Linked DNA regions of Mus musculus: region 1 is linked to region 2. Evidence: chromatin contacts called from public HiChIP or PLAC-seq data. All regions are on one chromosome and are shown on one strand. Each heading gives the region's core, a stretch centred on a gene start, on an enhancer-like site or on the middle of the called end of the contact. The rest is flanking DNA. Distances are from core to core; before and after follow the strand shown. Region 1 overlaps Sik2 (salt inducible kinase 2). Region 2 holds the start of Ppp2r1b (protein phosphatase 2, regulatory subunit A, beta).

Region 1 (4,238 bases), core at 488-2,987, 130 kb after region 2:
TTGCTTTTTTTTTTTTTTTTTTTTTTTTTTAAATCTCCAGCCCAGTACCAACTACAACTACAGCACTTGGGAAACTCAAACAGCTCAGATTTTTGCTTGCTGATATGGTAAGGAAGACAGGTCTACAAACTTTATGTGGCCTGCCCATGGATGTCTACATCAGCAGTTAAAGGCGGAACTAGAATTAGAACACAAGACCTTTCTCTGGGCATTTTAAATATTTGCCCAATTTAAATAAAAGCCAGAGGAAAGGTCAGTGACCCCTCAATCAGGCTCCATGCTGGAGTTTATGGAGTTCCTAGTTTTTCTAAAGACTGGCTAAATTTACATATAATTCAATTAGATCTGATATCTTCAAAGATAACATTATTTCACATCTCTAATAAATATTAAAATCCTAAATTTTCTAAGGATAGTTAAGTTTTATCTCACCATTTGCACACCCCTTCAACTTTTCCACACTGGCATCTACCATAATCAAATGTGTGAAAATAACATTTACCCACAGATCTATGTGCTCAGCCAATAAAATTCAAAAGTCACATGCCTAGAATAGGACTGGAAAGGAAGATAGGAACGGGCAATTATCACACTAATTTTTTTTTTTTGATACTGAATTTACTGGAAGGTACATAGTCTAAGTAGAAAAATGACAGAAGAGACTGGCTATGATTGAGGGATCATTTTGACAGTCATACTGGACCCTATGAGGGACTAATTGGGAAACAGAGATGAAGTAACTAAAATGAGAAATGATGAAAGTCTAAACTAAAGCGATGGTGGAAAAACTAGAGATGGAGGTAAATTTAAGTAATAGTCCCCTGGGACCTTAATTAGGAAATTTTTAAAAACCTAAAATTTAAATTAGAGTCAAAGTAGTTATGTGAAGTGAGTACCAATTCCGAAAGCAAAAATTGAAAGCAAATGGGGTCCTAATCTAACCTTATCTTTAGACTATTAAGATAGTAATCTACAGCCATGAAGACGTCTCTGGTTCTCCGAGGAATGGTCTAAAGGTATTTTGATTTAAACAAAGCCCTTTTCAATGATCACAGCTGGCATCTCAGTATGTTACCATTGAAAGGGAAAGACAGGAAATGAATCAATAAACCCCAGGCACAAATTCAGCCTGAAAAGACACAGCATATCAAGGGGTAGAAATCTGAAAACAAAGGCTATGGGTAATTTAATTACCAGGCCGGAATCTGCTGACTGCCGGTTTAATTGTTTGAACAGAACCCAAGTTGTCTGCCGAGGCAACCGCTCTATGATTTTTGCACCATTTACTGCACGTGACCACACGGATAAGTAAGAAATAGTTCTAAAGAATGTTGAATCACTTGAATAACTTTCATTAATCACACCTATAAGTCCAAAGGAAAAAGCCGACATCTTTTAAAGCATATTCATTTGCTATTGCACATCATAGGCTCCAGAGAAAATGGTATCTTTTAGGTATTTTAAGATCTAGAAAATAAAGTTACCAGGGTTAAATGTACATGTGCTCATTTACCATGATACCTGAAAAGGATATTTTAAGGGAGGAATAGGAGACAGAGTAAAGTTAAATATAAGGTAGAACTATCATTAAATACCAAAAAACTGCTTAGGATTCTAGAGGAAACCAGTTTCTCCCTTGATTCAGTTGGTATTTCCTCATTCATGTTTATCTCCCCAAGAGTAAACACTCCTTTCAAAAGCAGGACAAAGAAGTGCCTGAGACTACTTAACTGGCAGCATTCTCTCCTGGGCTTCCCTGAGTAAATAAGTCCTACAAAGGCCAAAGTAGACTATTACATTGTTCACTCAACAGGCATTTATAAAATGGTTTGTATTTTGCTAAATCCTAACCAGTACTTTTACAATCTGTTAGAGAGAAAAAAAGGTAGACATGAAATGCTAGAGATAGCTCAGCTGGTAGGATGCTTGCATGCCAGGCAAGAAGTCCTGGTTTGATCCCAAGCACTTAGGAGGTGAAGGCACAAAGACCAGAAATTCAAGGTAATCTTGAGCTACATAAAGCTCTAAGCTACAAGAGACCTTGTCACAAAGCAAGCAAACAGTGCAGAGATGGCTCAGTGAGTCAAGTACTTTCTGTTCTAGCCTGAGGACCCCCAACAGCCACATAATAGGTATGCATGGTAAACTCATTGATCTGCAATCCCTGTGCAGAGATGATGACAGGCAGGATTCCCAGCACTCAACTGGCTAGTCAGTGTAGCTCAGAGTGACTTCTAGGCTCAGTAAGAGACTCTGTCTTGAAAAGAAAAATATGGTGTAGAGTCATATAAAAAGATACTCATACTGTAAGATGTAAGGTGAAATAAACTCTTTCAAAAAATTAAATTAAGATAACAAAATCTGAGTATAAAAATGAGTGTGTCATAATTCATATAATACTTGGATTAAAGAAAAATAGCATTCACTACCCACTTTTAAATTAATTCTTCACCTAGACAAAAAAAAGCAGAAATGAAGCTGTGTTAAAATTAATCTCTGTATATATTTTCTAGTGCTTACTACAAAAGAAAAAATTTCTTACTCTCTTCAGCACATTTCCAGTAATAAATGAACCCAAAAGATTAAATAAATAAATAAATAAATAAAAATAAATAAATAAATACCCAATATTAGTTTCTGGTCTCTACTTGTACAGATACATACACTATATACACAAACCCAGATATAACAATAACAAAATACAATAGCAACAAAAAGATATTAAGACTAATAATAATGAAAACTAGTTTTGTAGATACATTATCAATATAAGTTGTACAGAATAACTTAGAATATTTTCCTATAAGGAAATCAATATAGATAGAATTAATTAAGAACCACTTTTGACTAGATAGAATTTCAATTAGTTTGAAAGAAGTAATAAAGGAGGGATGGAGGAAGGAAGGAAAGGAGGGAAGGCTTGAAAGACATAGAGAACAAAGGGTTTCCAGATCAACATTAGCACAAATCTGAAATTTGTATGTTCTATTTTGAGAACGAAAAGGAGCATCAGAAAGGTCTTGTGACAGATAAATAGATCTAGCTCTGAGATTTTCATTGTACTTAAGAGGTGATATAAGGGCTTTTATATTCTCCTGTCTCTAATGACAAATACTTGCCAAGTTCTATAACCATCCATGGTTGCCGCCTGTTGGAACGCAGATGAAAAGATACATTGTGTACTTCGGTTTTATTTTTTGAGACTTAAGCCTAACTGTCCTGGAACTCACTGTGTAGACTAGGCTCATCTCAAACTCAAGAGATCCATCTGCTTCTGCCTCCTGAGTGCTGCAATTATAGGTGTGTGCCACCACACCTTCTTCAAACTGTACTCGTGTTCAGACTCTTGCTCAGCAGTATCTGTAAGGTTTATTTATGTGGTATTGTAGGCTTATAAAGAGCACTCCTCCTGCCTTCAGAACCATCTTCCTTTGCATACATAATATACAGACTTTTGGATACATTATCCCACTGGTGGACATCTTGATTTCTCTTCCTTTGACATTATAAAAAGGGTTGCTATGAACATTCCTGGACAAGTCACTTGTAAGAACACTTGTTCTTTTCCTGGTTAAGCCTCTAGGAACAGAGCTTTTTCATGATTGGAAAAAGGCATGCTTAACTTTATAAGAAACCACCAGTTTTCCTAAGTAGTCACACAAATTACACTTCCACCTGCAGTATGAAAGTTGTAGTTGCTTCATAGTCTTTCTTTCAAGTACTGTTGTCCATCTCTAAATTTAACCATTCTAGTTGATGCAGAATGCTGCCTTAATGGGGTTTTCAATTGGTATTTCCCTGATAAATATTGTGTTGAATATCCTTTTCAGTGAAGGATCTAGTTCAATCAAGTACATTTCGTTATGCAGTTTGATCTTCCTGAAGTATCTTCATTATATTACAATTGTGTTAGTAGCTTTCATGTACCTCACTGTTACTTCAAACTCAAACTCTCTCCAGTCTGTTACTAGGTTAGCTCCATTAACTGAGTGTTGTGCCCAGCTATTCCTTGCATAGTTTATTAATAATCATTGACAACCAAATTGCAGATTAAGTTACCTACTTTAGTTAATCAACTTTTTTTTCTCCTTTCCCCATCCTCCCTCTCTGTTTTCTCCTCTGTTTCTATCTCCCAAATTCTAATTTTTGCAAAGTGTATGCTGAAGGATCTAGTTCCAATCCTTTGCCCCCTGTAAGATAGTTGCATTTTTATGGTTGCAGTAAACTAACTTTTGAAT
Region 2 (3,757 bases), core at 1,245-3,744:
TTTGATCATAGTCATTCCCTAGGCCTCCGCTCATCGTGCTTGGGCGAGCAGGTTACAGCTGACTCTGAAGCAGACTACCTTAGTGCCGGTGTGTCAAGTTTATGAGCCTGTCACAGTGTGGGACTGACTAGTCCTCTCCTCTCTGTGCTTGCTTGCTTCTATCACTTTGGAACACATTTTAGATAAGGGCCTAGAGGGGGACGGAGTAGTGTCTGCAGCATGCTGGACATGTACAGACAGGATCACAGGCTGGAGCATCCCGTGCCTGGCTGGACCCATCAGGGTCTCTCTGTGAACCCTGGCCAGCCTAGAGCTGTCTGTGCTCTCTTGCCACTGTCTCCTAAGCACTGAGACTGTGAGCATGCACCTGGGTGTACTTTTTTGGGGAGTTGGGGGACAGGGTCTTACTCCAAGGTCTGTAGCCTTGGGTGACCTGGAGCTCACTATGTAGAGCAGGCGGGTTTCAAGTTCACAAAGCCCCCACCTGCCTCTCTGTCTTCCTCGTGCTGGGGTTAAAGGCATGAACCCTTAAACATGGCTGGATCCATTTTTAAAGACAAAAAAAAAAAAAAATCCCGAGAACTCAGTCAAATTATTAAATGTTACTTAAATTTTCAAATATAAACCAACATTATGTTCTCTTAAAACTAGTCTTTATACAGCTACAAAACCAGATTTACAAGTTAAATATACATGAAGCCACAAGGCCAATATTATTAAAATCAATAATGTTGATATTTTTGTAATTTAGTATGACAAATGTGTCTGACACTAAAGCCAAGCCACGCTTTGGGAGTCTGGGCTTGCTGGCCCAAGCTCAGCTTCTCTAGGCTTTGCTCTGCTCATGCCTCCAGTTTCTCCCCCTTTTTTTTTTTTTTTTTTTTTTTACCTTGTTTAGAGCCATTGAGACTGTAATTGCATGGTACCCTCTGTCTTCCATTTTGTGCATAAAAACATATTTTTCATTTAGCTTCCACCTCTGTTCATTTCTTAGGAGCCCAGAACAATGAAAGCTGTGCTGAAACTCACGCAAATACGGGTGCTGAAATCCTGTGCAGGGCTGATTCAGGTAGTCCCTGGGGGCCAGCTAGATGGCTCAGTGGATAAAGGCATGTGTCACCAAACCTGACAACCAGAGTTCAGTTACTGGAACCCACTTGGTAGAAGTAGATAACCCACTCCGCAAGCTGTCCTCTGACTACACTTGTTCAGTGGCTCATGTGTGTACATACCACACATATACACAGTTTTTGTAATTAAAAAAGATAGCCACCCCAGCAGTCCAGACCATGCCTTAAGTAAGTGAATCTAAAAATTATCAAAATAAAACGAGAGTCTTCAAGCATTCATTCGTGGACAGAAGTTGAAAAAACAAAAACCGCAAACTGAAGTCTGTTGGTTCTCAAGCTTTGACTATGAAAGGCTATCTCCTAGTAGGCATCCCATGCTTTAAAAAGAAAAAAAAAAAAACTTACCTCCTAAGTTGCATTTATTAATGACAATTTCCTTAAGGCACAAAATAGTGTCATCTGAGAACTTGTGACAGAGCTACCAATCTAAGTTGCTTATATCTAAGTCGAAAGGAGAGATAGTTACTTTGTGCCATTCCATAGGGCAAGTGGAACATTTTCCATTAAGTTCTGTGTAAAAAGGCCCAGGCCCACCTCCTCCTGGAGTCCTTTAGGGGGACTCCTGGAGGTCTAGGGAGGCCAGTTTACACCCGCACCGAACTGGGGTGAGTAAAACTGGGCCCAGTTATGTTAGGTTGTTGTGCTTCTTGGTAAAGAAGGAAAAAAAAAGAGAAGACAATACAACAGAAGGCGCCATTCCAGTACCACACTGAAAAGAAACACAAAAACAAGAGAGCAGCATGTTTTGAACAGCTTGCGTGGAAAAAATATTGACTGGGGAGTTTGGACAGCACTGTTCATTTTCTCTCACCGCCCTCATTATTTGTCTTAAGGAGCAGGAGCCAGCCACGATTTTGGCAAACAGGCCAGAGGAAGGTGTGTGTGTGTGTGTGTGTGTGTGTGTGTGTGTGTGTGTGCGCGCGCGCGCGCGTGTAGAGGCTTGTCGCCCAAGGGGAAATTAAGACCAAGACCCAGTGGCTCAGGGCCAGCATGAAGCCTGGGGGTGGGGGTGGAGGTTGGGGTGGAGGGGGAGGTGTTAAAGCTTCTTCCTCCTGGCCTGTCTCTGAGTTCTACTTGAGGCTCGGCATCCATCATTAAGGCCCGTCTCCTTCAGAGCACAGCAAGGAGACGATGAATCCCTGCCCTTGTTTCTTTCGGCTGGGGAAAGGATGCAGGGGTTCCATTGGTTTTTTCGGCCCGCCCTTCTTCTGGAGTTCAGACCTCCAGTTCCAGCAATGGGGGTCAGGCCGGAGCCTCCACGCGCAGGGAAAAAACTTGATTCCATCAGTTCCTCGGAGCCGGCTGATTGGATTTAGCCCCGCCTGTTTGTGTGTGGGGCGTGGCCTGAGCGCGGGGCGTGGCCTGAGCGCGGGGCGTGGTCTGGGCACGGGGCCTTCGGCGGCGACCAGCCAGAGGAGGAAGAACATGGCGGGCGCAGCAGGGCCAGGGTCCGGTCCGGGGGCAGCGGGTGGAGATGGAGACGATTCGCTCTACCCGATCGCGGTTTTAATCGACGAGCTCCGCAATGAGGACGTGCAGGTACTAGGCTGGGCTGGGGAGCCGAGGCGAGGGCGGAAGCGCACATGGTAGGGAAGCGGAAAGGCCGGCTCAGCCCTGGGGGCGACCCCCGGGGTGGCAGAGTCGTATTCAGCCCCGGGACGGAGGCGTGGGGCGGCGGGTGCGCGGTGGTCCGTCTCAGCTCCGCTGCCCTCCTCCGACCCTCTGGGGTGGTGGCGTCCATCTGCTCCCGGCAGTGGGCGGGGAACCGGTTCGCACCTCGGGTGGACCAGCGCAGGCGGGCTGCGGGGCCGCCGGGAGCGGAGGAGCGGCCCCCGGCCCCCGTTCCCTTTGAAGTGATGCGGAGTGTCCGTCCCCGGGCAAACTAGCTGGGCTGGTTGGGTGGAAAGAGCGCGGCGGCTGATTAACCCAGATGAGTGGTGCATCAGTTGTGATAGAACTTTTCCCTGAAAAGGGAGGAGTTGTGCTTAACCGTTTCTTTCACCCACTTCTCTCCATCCAGAGTTCTCTCTTTTCAGACCCTCTCATTGTCCGCGTGTTTTCATTCATTCGTTTCTTCCCCGGCCCTTCAGTGTTCTCCCTAAGATAGCTTCTGGCTAATGACGTGTTAAACGGTCCTTGAGTTTTCCTAGGATTAAGATCTAAGTGAAAGGCTCATTCATCATTATACTGTGTCCCAGTATCTCACCTATTTGCTTCTTTGACCAGAATTGCAATCATCTCTTTGCTTTGTTCTCCCTCCCACTTTGTTTTTAAAGCTCCGTCTCAACAGTATTAAGAAGTTATCAACTATAGCTCTAGCACTCGGGGTAGAAAGGACTCGAACGGAACTGCTGCCTTTCCTTACAGGTTTGTGTCCCTTGAAAGATACACGCTCCATTTCTATTGGCTTTTAAACTATTTTTATTTAATTTTCTTAGTTTGTTACCTAGAGTAGCGATAAGTACTAGACTGAGCCTTGCCTTCTGCAAGGTGTATAGAAATGCTACATATAGTCAGACATACTCAAACATAAACCGTGTAGCTAGTGGGAAGGTGATTGATGTGAAATATGGATTTCTTTGTAAATGATTTATTTTATATGCATTGGTGTTTTGCCTGCATGTGAA

The links. HiChIP or PLAC-seq counts read pairs in DNA pulled down with a chosen protein or histone mark.
Region 1: a contact with region 2 is called in an H3K27ac HiChIP or PLAC-seq map of embryonic stem cells, with 3 times the contacts expected there. The contact joins the enhancer-like site here to the promoter of Ppp2r1b in region 2. A contact is called at or near these places in 7 of 39 promoter capture datasets (the C10 cell line, the HPC-7 cell line, cranial neural crest and 4 more), 2 of 15 datasets of contacts at CTCF or cohesin (CD8 T cells and large pre-B cells), 16 of 484 Hi-C or Micro-C datasets (the CH12 cell line, the HL-1 cell line, the N1E-115 cell line and 10 more), 30 of 115 datasets of contacts at active chromatin or transcription factors (the 230-238 cell line, the HPC-7 cell line, the SCID.adh cell line and 18 more) and 4 of 9 other capture datasets (adipose tissue, embryonic stem cells, liver and 1 more).

Annotation. Positions count from the first base shown.
Region 1 is chr9:50,985,159-50,989,396 of GRCm38.p6, forward strand. The region is part of intron 3 of Sik2 (salt inducible kinase 2); the gene reads right to left. Among named protein-coding and RNA genes, the nearest start is that of Sik2, 22 kb to the right of the region's middle. Within about 2 kb of position 1,738, at least 34 of the 459 cell types and tissues checked have an H3K27ac peak or open chromatin away from gene starts, as enhancers often do. A contact at or near this core is called in the HPC-7 cell line, the N1E-115 cell line, embryonic stem cells and 3 more, where this site is marked.
Region 2 is chr9:50,854,430-50,858,186 of GRCm38.p6, forward strand. Ppp2r1b (protein phosphatase 2, regulatory subunit A, beta) reads left to right here and starts at 2,495. Exons shown (of 15, transcript NM_028614.3): 1 at 2,495-2,669; 2 at 3,407-3,497. The coding sequence starts at 2,556.